Regions from separate parts of the Lactuca sativa genome. Here region 1 is linked to region 2. The links are chromatin contacts, called in public Hi-C maps. All regions are on one chromosome and are shown on one strand. Each heading gives the region's core, a stretch centred on a gene start, on an enhancer-like site or on the middle of the called end of the contact. The rest is flanking DNA. Distances are from core to core; before and after follow the strand shown.

The links. Hi-C and Micro-C count contacts between places; a contact is called where the count stands out from the background.
Region 1: a contact with region 2 is called in a Hi-C map of seed, with 6 times the contacts expected there. The contact joins the promoter of LOC111914294 here to the promoter of LOC111914296 in region 2. A contact is called at or near these places in 2 of 4 Hi-C or Micro-C datasets (leaf and seed).

The regions. Positions count from the first base shown.
Region 1 is chr8:39,300,234-39,307,005 of Lsat_Salinas_v11, forward strand. It overlaps LOC111914294, which reads left to right and starts at 5,487. Exons shown (of 9, transcript XM_023910068.3): 1 at 5,487-5,644; 2 at 6,270-6,393; 3 at 6,520-6,600; 4 at 6,695-6,772. The coding sequence starts at 6,271.
Region 2 is chr8:39,096,902-39,104,394 of Lsat_Salinas_v11, forward strand. LOC111914296 (probable nucleoredoxin 2) reads right to left here and starts at 5,813. Exons shown (of 3, transcript XM_023910071.3): 1 at 5,542-5,813; 2 at 3,879-4,373; 3 at 3,015-3,755. The coding sequence starts at 5,673. The coding sequence ends at 3,141.

The DNA of each region.
Region 1 (6,772 bases), core at 4,237-6,736, 200 kb after region 2:
TCATATGATACAATTGACTTGGTCACTTTCTAAGTCAAATAAATTGGCTTGGTCGGTTTGAAAAGATTTATTATGTGTTGTAAAAAGGCTTGTAGTTTTATAAAAGTTAGTTTTTTTCTTTAATTGTAAATTTTGGTTGTATATGTATTTGTAATGTTTTTATTTTATTGCGCTTATTTTGTTGCACGGTGTCCAATCAATTTGGATTCGATTGATGGACATTTTAGAGACAATACGATCATGGCTTACGTGACATGAACTTTAAATGTCACTTTTATGCTTTCGCATGTGACAATGATACTAAAGACATTTGAGATATGTTGTCAAGGAACCTTGGAAACTAGTTATACTTTTATGAAAATTCCGAAACGCTATGAGAAAAGTTAATTTAGGAGGAGTGGGTAGTTTGGTAAAAGTCGAATTCCTTGAATAGGTTGACATGTATAAAAGTTGGAGTTATAGTCTTGTTAGTGTTACAACCTTGTTTTAGCCATTTCCACCTTCTAAGGACTATAAGAGTAAGGACTTTTGACTAATGATACCCAAGTATCAACAATCAACATCATGGCAAAGAAAAATAACCAAATAAGGTAATCTGTGCCTTTTCTTATTCATGTCCCTTCTCATTTTTTAGGTTATATACAAGTTTGAGATGTTAAATGTGAAATTTTAAATTATTTTTCTAGAACCTTTAAAACTTTACGACTATCAAACATAATTTTGCATCTTACTTTTTGTTTAACGTAAGTTAGTGTTGTATGTGATTGGCTAATGAGTTTGTATTTATTCTATATATTTATGATTATACTTTTAACCAACAATATCAACCTGGCAAGTTATATATATATATATATATATATATATATATATATATATATATATATATATATATATATATATATATATATATATATATATATATATATATATATATATATATATATATGAATTATTGTTGTATGCAATCCACTTCTTTGTTATGTATGTATCTTAGTCCTTACCAAACCCCGCCTCTATTAGTAACACTCATGGCGAGAGTCTATTTAAATTGTACTTAAAAAATCATTTGTTAACGCTTTTCTAAAATATTTAGAATTTAAGTTTGTAGAATAACACTTTTGTCCCAAAATAGTAAACTTAATTCAAGTTTGAAAACTACCGAGGTTGTTAACAATAAACATATCAAATCATGATCCAAGCTCACCACACATTTTGTGATCTTCTAAAAGTCAAAACTAATCCTTAACTAAAGTTGTGGTTTCAATATAAACTCACATTAAAATAAGTTGGACAATATAATTGCCTAGTGAGTTACCTGATATTGGTTCATTTAGCGTAAGGGATAACAACCCAATTGTACTCAAACCAAGCCTAAAAACAATTTACAACACAAAGAACACTTATGGTTTAGAAATCCACATCAATAACGGGGCTATATGCCCAAAAGTTTGATTTCAAACAATATTAGTTCAAAGTAAACATAACAGTTGGATATAACTCCAAATCAAATCAAGGGTCTTATATGCCCAAAAAAATACACTTTATACATTTTAATTTCAAAACAGAGGACCAATAAGTCCCACAAAATACAAAGGGTATAACAAGTTCATAACAATAAGTATAATGCAATACATGCAACTGCTCCCATCCCTTTGTTAATCCCATAAGTCCAACTCACTAACAAACGTCAAATGAATAAAGCTCATGCTAGACGAAACTGCCAACTTTTGCACTAACATCTAACAACAAGGTTTGGTGATTGGATATGAAGAGCTCATGATAGATTGAATTGCCAACTTTTACACGTATATGCACAAACAAGCAATAGGGTTATCCATATAGGCCACACAAGGGGCAGCTAGCCTCAACTTGTGTACTTCAGTGGTTTTGTAACGTCCCAAAATTTCATAGTAAAATTTTCATTTTTAAAACAATAAACCATACAAACGTGTTGTCCAAAACCAATCAAAGTGAATATATTATTTAAACATCAAAGTAAAGATCATAAATTGCCAATGCTAAAAAACTCTAGGGGATGTTGTGCAATCACGTCGGGCCCTTCCGTTTCGTATCGAAAGTACCTAAAACCATAAACATGAAACCTTAAGCACAAAGCTCAGTGACTTTCCCAAAATACCACATAGCATACATACAATAGGGATTGTTATGTGCCAACATAGTCTTGCCTATATTCCATAAGGTGTATCATGGTCTTTTCTTACCAAGGCGGCGGCCAAAACGTTGGGTCTTACAGACAAGTACCAAGAGCCACCTCTTAGTCTTCTATGCAAGTACCACAAAGACAATTAGCATTCCACATATCACTGCCCACTCCAGGTTTTTTATACAAATGTCAGGGGACACCCCCTGGTCTTTCTATATAACATAAAACAGTAAGCTAACATTGGTGGCTTCGACCCCCGAGTACAGTGAGGAGACTCACCTGAATCAGAAGGCCGACTAACACTCAGCTCAAAACTATGCCGACCACAACTAACTTCTCTTTAACTAGATTATGGGTGCTTAACACCTCCTATCAATATACACAAAGTAAACCCTAACTATACCTTCTAAAAATAAAATTTTACCAAAAGTCAACCCAAGCCAAAAATCAACTATTAAAGTCAAAGTCAACAACCCATAATGTCAACTATTCAGCCTTACGTCGTGACCGGCCCTTGGTCACATCGTGAGAGCTCATTCGGTCTGATTCTAACTCATCTCGACTCAACTGAACCAACCCAGACATGAAAAGTCACTGGAGTTGACCTCATGACGTAAGCAACCTTCTGTCATGCCGTGAGCCCCAAGAAGCTTAACAGAAACGAGGTCATTCAATCCTCACGTCGTGAGACCCTATGTCTCACGTCATAAGCACAGTCAGAAGCAAAATATCCAACAATTTAAGTCCTTAATCCATTAATCCTTTTAATCTAACTTTCTAAAAGGTCATATAACTCCATAATACACTCAAAAGTCAATGATTTATGGGTATGTACGTCCAATACATGTCTAGATCTCACTTAGGGACAAAATTGAAGAAAAGGTCATCCAACTTTCATGTAAGGCTCCAAAACCCAACCATTCACTATATCTGAACTTCATGACACTCTAAAGACCCTTATAACCCATTAAGTTGCCAACTTCATGGTTTTCATTCATTCAAACTTTCTCAACCAAGGAGAAAAGTGGGACAAGATTTAGATCTAACCATAAACAACAATAAAGGTGGAAGCTTTGACACTTACAAGGGTCCATAAACAATGTGAGGTGGTGATGATGATGATTCCTTGCATGCCTCTTCAAAAGACCACCTTCTTCTTCTTCTTCTTCTTCTTCTTCTTCTTCTTCAAACCAAGAAATGCTCCAAAAAAAAGGCCAAGGATTAAGCAAGGAATGAATCCCAAAGTTTTATGAGGTGATGGGGAGGGGGGGGGGTGGAGGCTGATAACGAACCTTAAAATGGGTTTAGAGGGGATTAAATATGAAGGAAAACCCTAAAGATCATAAGCTTGTGTTGTATTAGTTCTCACGTCGTGAGCCTCTATGCCTTACGTCGTGAGATCAATCTGCAACAAGATTTACATATTAACTCTCCTCACGTCATGATCAGTCAAAGGTCACGTCGTGAGACCCCATTTCCTCCAAAATTCGACCTTTTGACTCCCTGAAACCCTAAATTGATCTATCCTAGAAAACGGGTCTTACAGTTATCTAAAATCTACTCCTAACCCATCCTATCATGATATGCATAAGTAAGATGCTTATATCAATTCCAAAAATATAACCTTTTTGCTTTTAAAATCAAATCATTTCCAAAAATTTCATTTCATGAATGCACATATAGTTCATATAACAAACAATGCTTACATAGAATATCATATAATGAAAACCAACAAAACTTATAAAATCACAAAAGCAAGATTGGGGGTGTGTGTTCCCTGTAACTCACCCTCGATCCAACGATAAAAATACCATACTTTTCCTTATTTGACTATATTTCTTCAAGTATTATGTTTCCAAGTCAACCACCTAAAATCGTCATCATAATGTTGTCAGTGTAATCTCCCAATTTTCAGAATAATTTTTTTGTTTTTAAACACATATTTCATACGACATATTCAAGGAAAGACCCTTTATTTGCAAATTGTAGTTCAAAATTAGAGTTATAAAGAAAAGTGTTATGAAATCTCAAATCATTAAACTACAGATGAGCGTGTACAGTCATGTTTTCACATCCCCACGAACTGATAATATTTGAAAAACATTTAATCCACAACTATAAGCCAAAACTTAGTGAGTTCCTAAAATACCGAACTAAATTCATTAATTCATGCAAGAAGTCAAAAATATCGCTTTTTCCCATTTTACCCTTTGGCTCCAGGGCACAATTCAAGGGGCTAAGTCACTTAACCAATATGATCAACATCTAATAGGGTCTAAACTGTATTCCCTTGAAGCACAAGACCCTTATTCGATCAAATCACGACCCGCTAACCCAAAATCAGAAACATCCCAAAATTGGATCTTATAATCAAAAGAACAGTATACCCTTTATGGGTCAACTCATCATTCTTACCTCCAAAAGCTCCTTGAGTATCCTTATATAAAATATGAAAGCTAAGGAGATCAAAGGAATGGATCCGACTCTAGACATAAGCAAAACATAAAGCATAAAACGGGTCAGGACGTTTGATGTGTCACCCCTTCCCATTTCAGTATTTGTCGGTTTCCCTGAAAGTTTGACCTAATGAACTATGTCATTAGTATTTTTATGCATCACCAAATAGTTTTTGAAATTTCCCCTAACCAATCATATTAACATACTACCTTACTATGTTTTCTTCAATCCAAATCCAACGACATTATCAATTTACTTTAATGGTTATAGTTCATTAGGGATGTCAATCGATAACACGACAAAAATACACGCCATGAAACAAAACTGAAATTCAAATTCGTGTTTATATTGGAAGTAAAAAAACGATGTCACGTTGTGTCATGTTCGTTTTCAAAATCCAACATGAATTGACAAAATATTAACATGTATTTATTGTGTTTTTATGAGTAAATATGAACTAAATTAAGTAATTATCAATTTATGCTATATTTGTTGTGTCTCGTGTTAATTAAAAAAAATTACTAGTATATTTTCATGTCGTACTTGTGTTATATAAAAAAAACCACCATATGTCTTGTCATATAATAACACAATACGACTTTCCGAATCAACACCCTTACAATTTAGTTCCAAGTTCCCTACTTCTCTCCCTCATAATACACAATCTATTAATTTTTTAATTTGTAATAGACTATTTTAAATCCAAAAACCAGAAATGAAATTATGGAACCTAACTATTGATAAGAAAATAAACTACACAGATTTGGGCTCAATGCTAACCCATTTTCCATTAGAATTTGGCCCGGTCCAAGTTTTCTGATCAAAGCTCGGCCCAAAGTTACAAGATAACCGACCCCGGTTCAACGGTTTAGATAAGAGTTTAGGGCACAGGTAATATAAATACAGAAAACTCCACAGCCATACGGTTTTAGGGCTTAAACGAAGAAAATTGAAGCCGGAGAAGAGGGCTCTTCATTAGGAAGGAGCTGTACTGTCTTATCCAAATCGTCCAACAAACAAAAGGTAACCGTTGATGATTTAATCTCGAATATCTGACAAGTAAGCGCTGATTACTGATTTATATTGTTTTCATTCAACTTAATAGATTCAATCCTCTAAATTATTTGTCTTTCGGTTTGTTTTGGCAACAATTAGTCGTTGATTTTCCCTTTGATTGTGTTTTGTTTCTAATTTTTTTATTTTGGTGTATGAGAATACTGAAAACCCTAGTTTTTGCGGTTATGCTGTATGTAATTATAAATTGGAGGAATGTAATTCTGATGTTTCATTACTCGTGCTGATCGTATCTGTACATATCTATACTAATTACAAACTTCATTAACTGCAATTTTTACTTTATGTAAAAGTTAAAAGACTCAATTTTTTGTCGATGTATATGTTTGCTCCTAAGATTTATCAACAATCAATTGTTTGCTGTGTGCTTTACCTAACTATTATCTATTCTTTGACCGTTTTATAGTTGTTGAGAAAACCCTAGATTTTATGGTGCTTCTGTTAATCTGGTGATTTGGAGATGCTTTATCTAATTCTTCGTTACCCCTAAATGGATAATATCATCTTGTGTGTTTCTTTGAAACCCGACTTGTTCTATTTTGTGTTTAATGTCTGTAAATGTTTCATCTTGAAGGATGGATCGTTATCAGAAGGTTGAGAAGCCTAGAGCAGAGCAACCAATTGATGAGAATGAGATCCGAATTACTAGCCAGGGAAGGATGCGAAGCTATATCACCTATGCAATGACATTGCTTCAGGTATAAACTCTTCATGAATGTTAAACTAATATCTTCATCTTTTTCAAGTTTTATAAACTGTGGTGTATGTAAATAGCACTTACTAATTACTATGAACTTAAATCTTTTTATTTATTTGCTTTCCAGGAAAAAGGATCATCAGAGATTGTATTTAAAGCAATGGGAAGAGCCATCAACAAGACTGTTACTATTGTGGAATTGATAAAGGTTTGCTCTTTTTTTTTTTTTTATCTCCACACTTATATTACATTCTCCAAATTTTTACTATTTATCACTATCTTCTTTCATCATATATTTTTAGAGGCGAATTGTTGGGCTTCATCAAAATACATCCATTGGATCCACAGACATAACTGACACCTGGGAACCTTTAGAGGAA
Region 2 (7,493 bases), core at 4,563-7,062:
ATTTATGTTCGGTTCAATTTTTTTCGGTTTCTAGATATAGAAAAACCAAACCAAACCTAAAAAATCGGTTTTTCTAATAACAAAAACCAAACAATCGGTTTTTCAAATGGTTCGGTTTTTTACAGTTTCGGCCACTAGTACAGAAGTGGTTTAATAAAGCGGTTTTTTTTTTTTTTTATTTCTTGAGGCGGTTATTCAACCGCTTCAAAAAAATATAGCATTATAAAATAGTGTTGTTTTTTGAGGCGGTTCTACAACCGCCTTAGAAAATGTCATAAACCGCCTCATAAAAATAGCTTCATAAAATAGACTTATTTTTTGATGCTGTCCAAAACCGCCTTATAAAATATAGCTTCATAAAATAGACTTATTTTTTGATGTTGTTATTGAATAGCCTTAGAAATCAAATTGCCTTTTAAAACACAATACGAATGGCAACATAAAATATCATCAATCATTTGTTGATGCTATTAGTCAACAACATTAGAAAATGTTGAACCACCTTATATAGATAAGAAAGATGCCAATCTCACTTGTTATTTCCTTTTCTTATGATTGCTACTTTGGCTTTGTATTCTTCCCTCAAGATGCTTCTGTAAATCAATCTCACTTGATGAACTCACATTACAAATAAGACATATCCACTCCATTTTCTTCTTTAAAACCTCACTTGAACCTGCAATAACTAGTAATGACGGTGGTGGTTTCTTATCTTTTTTTGAATCATTTGGAACACATTTAGATGAGTTCTCAACAGACTCCATGGATTTCATAGAGTTTTCGGTTGTCAAATATGCCACTTTGGCTTGATGTTTCTTTCTTGCAAGATGTTCCAGTAAACCACGCTCAGATATGCACTAATTTTCCCGATCGAACACCTCCTCTCTTCATTGTCAGCATCTCTCTTCCCATCATCATTTCCTTCTTTACTTGTGCTTCCTAAATGTAAATATGCTCCACATCCTCTAATATAATCTTCATGCTGAATCACTTTTCTTATATTTATCGATCCTCCTTGAAAAGTCATAGAAATCCCGATTTAAATAAAAGAAAAACAACACAAAACATGATTATTTCAACTATACTTGATGAAATCGAAAAAAGTCACCAAATTGAATAATGCTCTTTAATTGAATAGTTAATGTGATCAATATTGCGTACCTTCCATAGTCTTTTTTAGGGAAAAAAATACTATAGTTGGAAGAAGTTGATGCAGAAGGTGTAGGACATACTTGATTGCGTTCATTTTGAGACCGAATCCTGGCACCCTGAAATCTACTGCTACAAGGATGGAGATATTTAGGGTTTTGCACTAGGGAGAAGTTTAGTCGAAGTAAAAGAGACGACGATGAATTCTTAGGAGTAAATTCTCATTTATGAAGAAAAAGCAGAGGATTTAGTGGTTTCATTAGATGCGAAATGGAGATAACCAGTAACGTTTAGGAATATGAATGACTAATGAAGCCATAGATTTATGAGGGGTCAGTTGGATTTCAATCAAAAAAATTTCCAGTTGGAGGGAAACCTAGGTTGGAGGGAGATTAGAATTTTTTTGAAGGCGAGAGGAACTTAAGTTTGGGGGGAGATTAGAATTTTTCGACCACCATTGGGGGGAAATCCGCTGAAAATATTAGAAAGCTAAAACGAAAATTTAGAGGGAAAGAGATGATTTGGGGCGGTTTTAGATTTTACTGATGCGATTTGTGTGGAATTTGGTGGTGGCTATGGAGGGTTTTTAGAAAGCTAAAACGAAAATTTTAGAGGGAAAGAGATAAAGATTTAATGATGCTATTATATTAAAAAGAGCATCAAAAAATACTTATTTAATAATGTTTTTACATGAAGTAGCACTAAAAAATCATAGTGTTTTCATTTGATGCGTTTTTCAAAATATAGCATCAAAAGATAAAGATTTAATGATGCTCTTTTATAAAAAAAGCATCAAAAAATCCTTATTTAATGATGCTTTTACATGAAGTAGCACTAAAAAATCTTTTTTTGATGCTATTTGTTGTTAACCGTCTTAACAAAAACTTATGGAAATTTATCTGATGCTTTTTTAAAGCGGTTCGTGTATTATTTAATGCTCTATACATTTAATGAGACGGTTTTTACCATCAACGGCCTCAAAAATAAAGAATGGTTTGCATTATTAAATCACTTGTGTAGTAGTGGGCTTTTCGGTTTTTGGTTTGGTTTCGGTTTTTTTGCATACCCCTATATGTTAAAAACTACTTTTTTGTTTGACTGAGATTATTTTTAAAACAATACAACAATATAAATTTATTTAATCTAAACACCTATTTTAATTTTAACCTAAATAAGAACATAATTTTTTTTAGAGCATCCACAATGGGGAGTTTAGTGGAAGAGTTGAATAAGGTGTCATGACTATTTGTCATTCAATGGATACAACTCCACCATTGTGAAATGCCACGTTGGCACTCAATGGATTTAGATTTCAATGACCAATGAACTCTTCAACGGGAAAAAGAAAAGTCTTTAAATCTTTAAATAAATATTTTTTTAATATGTTTTATTGAACTTGTAGAGTTTAATGCATTGTAGGATAAAAATGAATAGAATTGTATGGAATAGTGAATGATGACAATTCACTTGAACTCTATAGAGTTCAATGCTTTGTATCAGCCCTTATAACCAAATAACATAATTAATGCTTTATTAGTTAAAACGTGTGTTATTTCTTATTTCAATCATATTTTCTTCTAATCAATCCGTATATAACACAAGTGATAATCTAGCTATTATATAAGTATAAGTTATTTAAAGAGAAATAAGATGTAGTCGTTAGGGTATGGAAAGATTCCAAAATTTTGTGACATAGAACATAGAACAAGGCACGTTTCTTTGTTTGGTCTCTAATTCCTTTCCCTACAACTAGAAACCGATCTAAGTAGATGACCACAAAGCCCAAATCGAGACCGGCCCAACAAAACCCGATTAGTCCGGTCCGAAAGTGCAACTCTAGAGAAGATGATTCCTTTTAGATCAAATTGTTGGAAAGCGAACAACTTACTCAAGATAATAATTATACACAATTTATCATTCCAAAATCTAACATCAACCCATAACTCACCTTTTGGTAAACAAATAGTAGTAAACAGTTTTCCGGTGGATTTTCATGCACTAGACATCTGAACCACCGGCCTAACACACTTGGTGTGCACTTCATACCCACAATCAATGCACTGGTAAGCCCAGCCCGAACCTTGCTCATCACAATCACAACATATAAACGGCCCCCCACCATTTTCTTGAGACACCAACGTGAGTTCATGGCGATGACCCGAATGTATCTCCATGCTCGGAAGATTCTTTGCATCCTCATCCATTTGCTTCTCCAATAGCTTCACCCTCGCTTCTGTAAAAGGATAAGCTTCCTCTTCGTACAAGTTAATCAGAGATCTCCCGTTCTTCGTTACAGTTTTTCCATCTGGACCCAAAATGATCAAACTTGGAATACCCGTGATATCAAAGTACTTGGTCAACTCCTTATTGATCGAGTCCCCAAATGGGAGTGCTAGCCATGGCATTAAGCTGAAAGAAGATTCAAACTCTAGCTGATTGTGATCAGTTGACACGTAGATGATTTCAAAGTCTTCTTGTTCACTTAGTTTTGCTTTTATCTTTTGGTAAATGGATATCAACTTGGGTGTGAATTTGAGACTTGGGAGACACCATTGTGCTGAAAAATATAGCCCGATGGTTTTGCCTATCAAGGAAGATATTAATACCTGCATGCATGGGGAGTTATATTAATTATCATAAATGTGTAAGTACATATATAGAAACTCGATATATTCAAACACTTTTATATATAACCACTAAGAATCACTTATAAATTAAATTAAACCAACCTTTTTGGATGCCGAATGAGCCAAAAGAAAATCTCTATCATGATTCATAAGCAAATTTGAGAGAGTTTGTCGTTCATGCTTCTCCTTTTCTTGCTTCAACAACTCATCCAACCTCTCTTTTGTAAAAGGATATGCTTCAACACCATAACGATAAATCAACTCAACTCCATCGTGCACAATACCTGCATCATGATCGGGTTGCAAGATGATCAAGCATGGAATCCCCTCAACGTCAAATCTGTTGTTCAATGCCTTTTTAGTTTCCAAATCAGAGAACGGAATCGCAAGCCATGGCATGTTTGATTGATAGTAGTTGTTGAATGCATTCAAGTCTTCATCAGATGAAACAAAGATGATCTCAAATGCTGACCCTTTTTTCGCTTTGATTTGTTCGTATACTTGAATCAATAGTTTTGTAAAACTTTGGCATTGTGGATACCAGTTTGCTGAAAAGTAAATGCCAACGATTTTGTCGTGAAGGTCGGAAATTTTTATCTGAAATATGGAGATATATATTGTAAGGTGATATTGTCATATTGGTACAACTACTAGTGGGGCAATTTTATCCAAGAACCTTAGAATCAAATAAATATCTCTACTATAGTATATGATGCCCTCATCTTTTGAGGTATCGAAGGTGCAAATAATGCAAAGGGGAACCCCACTTCTGAGCAAATGAAAGGGATAGGCACCTTACATTTATGGGATTCCACTTATGTAAATGTTTCATATAAATTTTGTAGGTTGATGGAAGTCTTTTTTGTGTTGGAAAGGTACCATAAAGCATGCGTGATGTACCTGTTTGAGTTTAATGGGACATGGTTACCCTTTCAGTGTTTTATATATGCTTTTGTCACAACAACTACATCATATATATATATATCACAAATATATTAACTTGTATCCTTTGCTAAATACAGTTTGCTGTGGCATGGGAATATATATTAGCTGTTTGTGACTCTTAAACTTAATCCACGTGGAGTTTTATTTTATTTTATTTTTTTTCTTTTACGTACACATGAATACATGAATCCATGATGCCCAAGTTGAGTCAAATTTGTGTTATGTTCATGAATAAAACTGGAAGGATATGCTCATAATCCAAGTGTACATGATCTTTGAAGTTTAAATTTTTTGAACTAGAATTATAAATATGCGATATGTTAAATTTAGGTTATTGTCTTCAAGAATCACTCCTTTTATTTTCTAGATTCAAAATTATAAACTTATTTTAACTTCTTAATTTCCCAACTAACAATTTGTGGACGATTTATGTAATTAAAAGATATACAATTACGTACATGAAGCTCTAGAGATTTGTATGGCGCAGTGACAAAATCATATATATAATCAAATAATTTATACGACATATTAGTACATGGAAAATATTATGGTGCAGATCTACTCTCGTTAGTTCAAACTTTATCTTTGTCTTCTTTTTTTTCATTTTTGAAAAAAAAAAAAAGAAACTTGTTTCTTTCGAACATCCATAACTAGATCTAAAGAAAAACATTTGGATAGATAAGACTCGTTTAACTTAAGTTTTACACAAAAATGATTGTATGTTTTGAACTAATTAAACAGCTGTCTAAAAAATATATGCTGAGCTGAACGATTACTTCGGCATGCACTAGAAATTTTAGAGAGAGAAATAGAGGGGGACCTGAGCTCCGGTGGGAGAGAGAAGAAAGTCACGGTCATCGGAGGCAAAAAGCGATAAATATCTGTGGCGGCTGACGATGGTTGTAGTGTCCGGCGACGTCGTTGCGTTGATCAACGATAGCTGCTGCCTCATCTCTCTCTCTCTCTCTCTCTCTCTCTCTCTCTCTCTTACTTACTTTCTCTCTCTAGGATACAAGAAGAACAGTAACATATAGGGAACCAGGTGTTGAGCTTCAAGAATCTGTGGAGTTTATATTTTCGTGTAGCCGTACAAACTTATCATTCACATACAAGATTCATAAATAAATAAAAAGTAATTTTATTTAGTAAATAGATCGAGCTTAATTGAGGCCTGAATTTAATATATACTTTACATTTAAATATAATATTATTTATTATAATGATTGTTTAGCTACTCATAGATTAAAATTTGTTTTATTCAAATTAATGATATAATAAACATTTTACGTGAATCGTATATACAATCTAAATTATACCTTATATAAAGAAGTATTTGACATTAATGTTGATATATGTCTAAATAATTTAAAAAGAAAAACAAAGTATGTAAATTATCACAGCCAAACACGTACCATTTTCTATTTCTATTACGGTCTGATTTCCTACATCAAGGGTCATGCTGTAGTCAGTTAAATTCCATCTTTGCCCTTATGAATGTTTTCGGATTCTCTCATTTGTTTCAGAAGTTTTTATCCAAAGGTGATTCACGTACTTTCAAAAATATTTATCATTTTATTGGTATTTTTGTACAATTTTTTTAGGGATAATGATTTGAAAGAGTAACGAATTTTTGATTTTTTCACTAAATTTTTTTTCGTTATCTATTTGCCATTGAACTATTGAAACTGTTCACATTTTACTCTTATGACCGGTTGTTACCGGTCATAAGGGTAAAATGTGAACAGTTTCAATAGTTTAGTGTCAAATAGATAACGAAAAAAAGTTTAGTGACTAAATATGAACAAAATCGAAAGTTCGTTTCCCTCTAAAAAGTCCAATGACTAAATGTGAACAAACTTCATCTTGTATTATGTTTTAGCAAATTATTTATTTTTGTTAAATTGTAGCAACATTTGTTGATGAAGAAATCTATGAAATAAAAAAAAACAAAACAAAACCCTGAAAATATATTTAAAAAAAAACAAAAAGCCGAAACCGAAATAAAAAACCAATGGTTTGGTATATTCCAAAATAAAAAATCAAAATTTCCAATATGATTTTGGTTTTACAAAAAAATGATTCTCACTGATGTGAATTATGACCATTGGTTTGACATGCGGAATTTGTGACATCCCATGAATACGTAGTTACAACATCGTCTGAACTCGTAATTCATAGTAAGGGGTTAGAGTATCGTCGCATAAATACGTAGTTACAACATCTCCTGAACTTGCAATTCATCACCTGCAGGTTATGAGCCTGTTGGTGTTTCCACTGGGTTGTCTTGAATAGTCTGTGGTCGCCATCTATACTCTGGTAGATGACTACATCGCCACATTGCCGGTTAAGGCTATGGTATCTCCTTTCATCCTACATCACCTATTTATCATCATCTATTTACCTAATTATCATCACCTTTCTATCATCACCTATCTCTCATCATTTTATTTCATCACACACCAACTATTTCATCTACCCATGTTTCATCCGCAACATATTTATAGATATAAAATAAATATACCGTTTAAATCTTTTAAAACATGTATAAAATCGTTGCTTGAATAACTCAGAACAATAACCTTCCTTGGTCTCTCTTGCTGGAACTCTTCTCCTTTCTTGCAAAATCACACCAAAAAGCTCAAGATAGCTCTTCCTCTCACTCTACACACTCAAGCTCGCTAGGGTTCTCACTTATGGGAAAGGTAGTCGCAATTGAAGACCACAAGTGCCTTTAAATATGGCTCGGGCCCAAAGATTTAGGGTTTCTGCCAA